Linked DNA regions of Pan troglodytes: region 1 is linked to region 2. The links are chromatin contacts, called in public capture Hi-C maps. All regions are on one chromosome and are shown on one strand. The core of a region is the stretch at or near the end of the contact, and the rest is flanking DNA. Distances in the headings are between cores, read along the strand shown. Region 1 overlaps WWOX (WW domain containing oxidoreductase). Region 2 overlaps LOC129137499 (a long non-coding RNA gene).

Region 1 (3,783 bases), core at 993-3,492, 510 kb after region 2:
AGCCTCCAGAATTGAGATTACAGGCGTGAGCCACTGCGCCTAGCCAGGAGTATTTTTTAGCAGCAGTCCTAGATAGCTTCACTATCATTTCCTGGGAAAGTTTTGGAAACCCCAGCAGAGGCTTCATCTTTAACTGTGTGACCTTGGGCCATTGAAATAACGTTTAATCTTAGTTTTCTCACCTGTAAAATGGGTTGATATGAGGGTCAGTTCAGGCACTGTGCGTAAAGCACATAGCACCGTGTCTAATAGGTACTCTCTGTTCCTTAACTGTCTTTCCTGATTGCTCTTAAGATACGACAGTGCGTCTTATATCGGCACCTTAGAATCACCTAGGAAATGTCCTAAATACACGTTTTGGGTCTCCATAGAGAACCTACTGCAGCCGACTCTCAACTTGGGGAGTCTCTTTTTTTAAGCTTTCCAGGTGAGGTGGAATATCACCTGGTTTTGAGAAACATGGATGTAAATCTGATTTTCAGCATCTGGGAAACTTTTTTTGTAAGAGCCTTTTTCTGGGCCCCACTTCCAGAGGGTTTTTCTTTTTCTTTTTTTCTTTTGAGACGGAGTCTTGCTCTGTCGCCCAGGCTGGAGTGCAGCGGCGCGATCTCGGCTCACTGCAACCTCCGCCTCCCGGGTTCACGCCATTCTCCTGCCTCAGCCTCCCGAGTAGCTGGGACTACAGGCGCCCGCCACCACGCCCGGCTAAGTTTTTGTGTTTTTAGTAGAGACGGGGTTTCACCGTGTTAGCCAGGATGGTCTCGATCTCCTGACCTCGTGATCCTCCCGCCTCGGCCTGTCAAAGTGCTGGGATTACAGGCGTGAGCTACCGCTCCCGGCCTTTTTTTTTTTTTAAAGACAGGGTCTCACTCCGTCGCCCAAACTGGAGTGCGGTGGTGCGATCTCGGCTCACTGCAACCTCTGCATGCCGAGTTCAAGCGATTCTTGTGTCTCAGCCTCCCGAATAGCTGGGATTACAGGCGCCCGCCACCAGGCCTGGCTAATTTCGCGCTGTTGGCCCGGCTGGTCTCCAACTCCTGGCCTCAAGTGATCCACCCACCTCGGCCCCCCAAAGTGTTGGCATTACAGACAGGAGCCACTGCGTCAGCCCAGAATATCTGATTTAATTGGTTTGGCCCCTCCCCTCTCCCTTGGTAGGTTGGAAAAAAATCTTCCCTCCCAGGTGATTCTAATCTATGCAAGGATGTGAACCACTGCTGCCTTTGGTGGCAAGGTAGAGAAAAAACAACCAAGTTCTGATGAGTTCGTTCAAGACACACAGAGGTATTATGTGCCAGGCCTTTGGCTGGCACTGGTTATGCCGAGGCAAATAAGAGCCAGTTGTCATCCTTAGGACCCAATCTTATTAGGTCACAGTGACATGTGTAGGACTGTCCCCACGCAGTGTGTATACCAGGAAGTAGAGTGTCTGGCATGAGGTGTGTGTAGGTAGTTGGGGGGATCGTGAGGGAATATGGTGGCACCCTCACAGTAACCTTCACTTCCTGGGCTCAAGCGACCCTCCCGCATCAGCCTGTTGAGTACCCGGGACCACAGGTGTGTGCCTCCACACCCAGCTAATTATTACATGTTTTGTAGAAATGGGGTCTCACCATGTTGCCCAGGCTGGTTTGAACTCCTGAACTCAAGCCAGCCTCCCTCCCGAAGCACTGGAATCACAGGCCTGAGGCACTGTGCCAAGCCCAGAGCGGTGTTTTGAGCGCAAGTAGAGGTGGGTGGGGCAGGAGGGCAGTCTAGGTAGAGGGAACAGTGAGAGGAGAGACCCCCTGCATGGCCTGTCCAGGGGCCTGTGATCTTTGTGAGGGTCCAGGAATGTGAAGGTTAAGGCAGGGAAGGGAGGACCCAGTTCAAGGATTTCTGTGCCTTGCCGAGAAGCTTGGGCTCTGTTGGCATAGCCAGAGAGTGGCATTCATTCAGCTTGTGAATTCTGGAAGAATTTCTGGCTCTGGAGAATTAAAGGGACATTTCCAGCAGCAGAGCTCCAGTAGCCTTTGCAGGGGTGGAGGCAAGCTCCTGAGCGGGCACTTGCTGTTCCTCTCACCTGTACATTTGTCGGGGAAAGGCTCCTTCTCATCCTTCAGAGCTGAGCTTACATGTCACTGCCCAAGAGACCTTCCTAACTGTGGGTGTCCCCTCGACCTTGTACTGGTCACCTTGTTTCTCTGCTTCTTCGTGCTTAGCCTTGGCTGTGTACTCCTCCTTGTTGGCCCTGTCTCCCTTGCCCAGGTTGCAGATATCATGGGGCAGCTTGTTCATCTGAGTGTCCCCAGTGCTTGGCACCCAGAAGCCGTAAGATGAGCCCCTGTGGGATGAGTAAATGAATCATCTCGGGAAGGTCAGCCGCGGGCTTCTGTGGGTGGGTGGGTGGTGCACTGGGCCCCAGAGTACAAAGATGCACATGACCTGCTTCCGGCTTACTAAGCCCACCTCTGCCTCTGGCTCTGTGGGGTGTTTCCTCCTTTGCCACTCAGCCCCAGAGGTGCTTCTGCTTCCCTGCAGGCTTGCCCTGGAGCCTGGCGCTAGGGCCCTGGGGCTCCCTTGCTCCCGCTAGCCCTGCGTGCCCCCTGCACCTGCCTTCCTGCTGCCTGGCATTTCTCCCATCTGCTTTCTTCCTGAGTGGCCCCTGGCCAGGGGACTCGGGTGCATACATGGTTTCCAAACGCCTTTCCTCCAGCCCTCCCGACTAGTGTCTTAAATCTCAAGCTGGCCTCTCTGGCTCCGCTGTTTTTTTTTTTTTAAATTTAATTTAATTTTAAATTCCGGGATACATGTGCAGGATGTGCAGGTTTGTTACATAAGTAAACCTGTGCCATGGTGACTTGCTGCATTTGTCAACCCATCACCTAGGTGTTCAGCCCCCCGTGCATTAGCTATTTATTGTTTACACCAGCTGAGATGCCAGGGCTTGGCTGGCTCTCAGCTGGAGGGCTCACTCTCTGGACCTTGTGTCCGTCCCCGCTGGCCCTCACTTCTCTGGGTATCAGGGTTGAAAGGCTGAAATTCTTTGGGTGTTAGCTTAGGATGCCTCTGATCCATCCTAACCCGACATTCCCTTGATCTCTCCTGATCTGTGAGCATCCTGGCCCTTCTTTTCTTTTCAGTTTTAATTTTTGCGCTGGCTCCAACCCCTTTTCATTCCTGACTCTGGAAGTGACACCTGTTTTTCTCTTGGGGTTTGGGAAACTTTGTGGTTGTTCTTTCTAGGAGGCTGCTCTTTGAGTCATTTCTTTTCCATATTGTTTCTCCTACTGTAGCAGGGCCATGGCCAGGGATAGAGGCTGTAGCTCCCACTGAGACCTCGGGGTCTGGTGGAACCCGGTCTTGTGTGGGTGCTGCCGGCCTCTCCTGCTTTCCCACCTGCCTCACGGTTCACTTGTGTGCCTCAAAGGCACACATGCCCTAGCGCTCCAAAGCCCACCAGGGTGGGCTCCCAGGGGTGAGGTCGAGGTAGACCGGGAACCCAAGAGAGCTGGTGGGCCTTTCTTCTACCCCTCTCCCCTCACAGTCTCAGAGCAGCCCCTTCATGGGAGATGGGAAGTGAGGGACAAGGTCTCAGTGTCAGAGCCGTCCTTGTTTGCCCTTCCCCGTGCCTCTTATGAAGCTCAGGCCTTTTGGCAGTCAGAGGCCTCGATGGTGCCTGTGTCCACAGGGCTGGCTGTCCTCACCGGCAACTCTAGATCTCCCTGCTAACTTACACTGTGCTCAAAAAACACACACATGCACGCACGCACGCACGCGCACACACACACACACACACACACC
Region 2 (3,826 bases), core at 527-3,026:
ACAAATGAAAAATCAGGAAAGGCTAAACTCAAATGGTAAGAGATAATCAATGGACATCAACACAGATATAATACAAATGTTGAAATTATCTGAGAAAGCCTTTAAAATATAGTATAAAAATACAGTTGCTTGAGCAAGCAACTCTAAATGCTTTTGAAACCAAAGGAAAGAGAGAAAGTCTCAGCAAAGACATAGAGGATATACAGAAGAATCAAGTCAGTATCTTAGAACTGAAAAGCACAACTGCGATTTAAAAAAAAAAAAAAAACCCTCACTGAATGGGCTTAATAGAATGAAGATAACAGAAGAAAGAGTCAGTGAACTTGAAGATAGAGCAAAAAAACTTACCCAATCTAAAAAGAAAGAAAAAGATTGAAAAACCTTAATAGAGCCTCATGGATCTACGTGATAATAAATGTTTTAACATTCATGTGACTGAAATCCCGGAAATAGAAAGAATACAGTACTGAAAAAATATTTGAAGATTACAAGTTGAAAACTTCCCAAATTTGGTGAAAGACATAAACCTACAGATTCAAGAAGCTGAGTAATTCCCAAACAGGACAAACCAAAATAAATCCACACCAAGACACATCTTACTCAGTTAAAAACTAAGGAAAAAGAATAAAGTCATTATCCATAGAGACACAGCAATTGAAATTACTGCAGATTTCTCACTAGAAACTGATAGTTACAGGAGGCAGCTCAATGCCTAGGCAGAAAGGGGCAGATCCCTGTTGAAACCCCACCTCCAAGGCAAAGACAATTTAAAGCCTGAAAGCCAAGCTACAGGTTAAATCCTCAGACCAGATTGAGAACTTGTCTTCCCATTTGGCATACTTTCCTCTGGTTGATCCCCACCCTTTACCTATTTTATGTTTTCCTACCCTTTCCTAATTGGTTTTCTACACTGTTGTGGGGAAGGGGGGTGGTTGTTCCCCACCCCTGCAGTCAGGTGATTCCTCCCTCTCTGTGTTTCTGTGTCAGAGGCTTATTATTATTATTATTACCTTTGAGTGGTGTCTTCATTTTAATCTTTTGCATACAAACCAGTCAGCATGCACTCCCCATTCTGAGTCCATAAAAAGCCCTTGACCCAGCACTTTGGCAGGCCAAGGTGGGTGGATCACTTGAGGTCAGGAATTCAAGACCAGGTTGGCCAACATGGCAAAACCCCATCTCTACTAAAAATACAAAAATATTAGTCGGGCGTGATGGTACACACCTGTAGTCCCAGCTGCTCCAGAGGCTGAGGCAGGAGAATTGCTTAAACCTGGGAGGCAGAGGTTGCTGTGAGCCAAGATGGCACCACTGTACTCCAGCCTGGATGACAGAGCAAGACTCTGTCGAAAAATAATAATAATAATAATAATAAGCCTCTGACCCAGAAACACAGAGAGGGAGGAATCACCTGACTGCAGGGGTGGGGAACAACCACCCCCCTCCCCCACAAACTCCTCTCTCTCATGAGAGCCGTTTCATTGCTCAATAAAATCTTACATTCTCATCACCTTTTAATCATCAACATGATCTCATTCTTCTTGGACTCTGGACAAGAGCTTGGGACACACTGAGCTCAGGTACTCTGAAAGGCTGTAGCACTGGCCCTTTGGCCTCGCTGGTGGAGGGCAGCACCTCATATAATAGGGCAAGGGGCTGACCGAGCTGCTAACACACTGCTGTCCATCAGGCTGTGGACAGTGGAACTAAAAGAGCTAATGAGCACACTAACGCTGCTGCTTTGGGGTCACCGGCACCTCTGCCTGGGCACCGCCATGTTCCCCTGGAGGTAACACATCTGGTCTGGCCGTGGGCTGACAAGGAATTTGCTCCTGTGTTGGCACTCAGAGTGGCTGGATGAATCCTGTACTCATGAGCTCATGTGCTCCCTCCCGCAAGGGGCTGAGCGTGATGGGTCGAGTTGATGGGATGTCCCTGCTGTGAGCCCAACAAAGGGGCCGAGAAAAATCCTGTTTCAAAACTATGGGCCCAGAGGGTAGTTCCACACTATTCTTAAAGTGTTGAAATGAAAGAACTGTCAACACAAACTCTACATCCAGAAAAAATATCCTTCAGAAATAAAGTTGAAATAAGGACATGCTCAGATGAAGAAAAACTAAGAAAAATCGTTTACAACAGATCTGCCCTCACCAAATTGCTAAAGCAAGCTCCTCAAGAGGAAGGAAAATGATACCAGATAGAAATTTTAAACATCAGTAATAAAGAGCAAATGAAAGAGTAAATAGACCATTCTTCGCTTGAGAAAAAAGATGGAAAGCAAAAATTAAACGCCGTTTACTGGGGTTTTCAATATACATAGATGTACTGGATGAAAAATTATAACCTAAAGGGAAGTAAAGAGATGCTTATAGGAGTGTTGATATTCCACTGGAAATGGTAAAATGTTGAATTTCAGTAGACAGTTAAAAAGCTAAATATGTAATTATAAACCTCAGGGCAACTACTTAAAAACCAGACAAAAATATATGGTTAAAACACAGTAGATTTTTAAAAAATGCTTAAATAACCCAAAAGTAAACAGCAGAGAAGGAAATAGAGGATGGAAACAAGACGGGCATGGCCCCTACTTCCAAGACAATTTAAAAAGCTGATCAATATTTACATTTTAGGATAAAACTCCTGAAGGAAAATGTGAAGCAGAGCAAGCACTGTTGTAACTGCCTGGCAGAGTCTTCCTATCTGCTGCACAAATAAAGACCACAGCATTGCAGTAAAGAGTTTAATTGACGCAAGGCCAACCATGCCACATGGGAGATGGAGTTATTACTCAAATCAGTTTCATCTAAGGCTCATAGTTTAGGGGTTTTACAAAGCAGTTTGTACGAAGGGGTGGGGGTGTTCAGGTAATGGGTGCTTGCTGATGATCAGGTGGGGTAAAAATAAAATCACAGGGGGTTGAAGGTGTCTCCCTCAGGGAGTTGCTTCTGAGTGGGGCCACAAGAGGAGTGAGGGAAGGGTAGTTGGGTCCACTTAGAGCCATGTGTATCAGACATGTAAAAAACACCTGAAAAGATATCTTAAAAGGCCAATCATGTGTTTTACAATAGTGACATTATCTGTAGGACCTCCAGAATAATGGGTGGCAATTGTTTATGTCTACACCTTAGCAGAATTCAGGTTCCTGTCCTCCCTCTAGCCTGGTGGCATTTCATTAGCTTTACAAAGGTGGTTGTATTTTGGGGGAAGCCTATTATTTAACTATAACCTAAATGTCTTCCAAAGTTAGCTTCATCTAAGCCCGGGAATAATTAAGACAGCTTGAAAGATAAAGGCAAGAGGGGTGTGAGTTAGATCAGATCTCTTTAACCATCATAATTTTCTCACTGATATAATTTTTGCAAAGGCAGTTTCACTGTGACATAGACTAACACTGCTGACCCAGAGTGATCAGGAATGCCTCGAGGAGGAGATGAGCTTTCAGTTGAGACAAAAAGCAAGTCCGGGGAAGGATATCTCAAGAAGATGGAAGATCTTGAGCAAAATCCCTACAACTGGAAGACTTGGAAGAACTGAAAGATCATTGCAGCTGGAGTAATGAGCAAGGAGCCTGCTAGGAAGGCAAAAGAGGAGGAAAAAGACTGCATAAGCCCTTGCAGACCATAGTTACAAGTCTGGAATTTGTTCTAAGTGCAGCGAGAAGCTGCTGAAGTTTTGCATTTGAAAAGAGTTACCCAGAAGAACCCTACCTACCTCCACCCAAAGTGGGAGATTCCTAGGCAAAGCATGTAAGTTGCTCCCTCAGGGTTTGGTTGAGAATTACACAGCAGAACAAACAAGGAGGTCCCAGGCAAGAGCCAGCTTTCTC

What was found. Capture Hi-C pulls out chosen DNA fragments and counts their contacts.
Region 1: a capture Hi-C map of stem cell-derived neural stem cells shows a contact between it and region 2, with 4 times the contacts expected there. The contact joins two enhancer-like sites. A contact is called at or near these places in 1 of 7 Hi-C or Micro-C datasets (stem cell-derived neural progenitor cells), 1 of 1 datasets of contacts at active chromatin or transcription factors (stem cell-derived excitatory neurons) and 1 of 1 other capture datasets (stem cell-derived neural stem cells).

The regions. Positions count from the first base shown.
Region 1 is chr18:76,242,124-76,245,906 of NHGRI_mPanTro3-v2.0_pri, forward strand. The region is part of intron 1 of WWOX (WW domain containing oxidoreductase); the gene reads left to right. Among named protein-coding and RNA genes, the nearest start is that of WWOX, 3.3 kb to the left of the region's middle. Within about 2 kb of position 2,243, at least 6 of the 24 cell types and tissues checked have an H3K27ac peak or open chromatin away from gene starts, as enhancers often do. A contact at or near this core is called in stem cell-derived neural stem cells, where this site is marked.
Region 2 is chr18:75,732,620-75,736,445 of NHGRI_mPanTro3-v2.0_pri, forward strand. All of the region lies in intron 2 of LOC129137499 (a long non-coding RNA gene), which reads left to right. Among named protein-coding and RNA genes, the nearest start is that of NUDT7, 130 kb to the right of the region's middle. Within about 2 kb of position 1,777, at least 1 of the 24 cell types and tissues checked has an H3K27ac peak or open chromatin away from gene starts, as enhancers often do. A contact at or near this core is called in stem cell-derived neural stem cells, where this site is marked.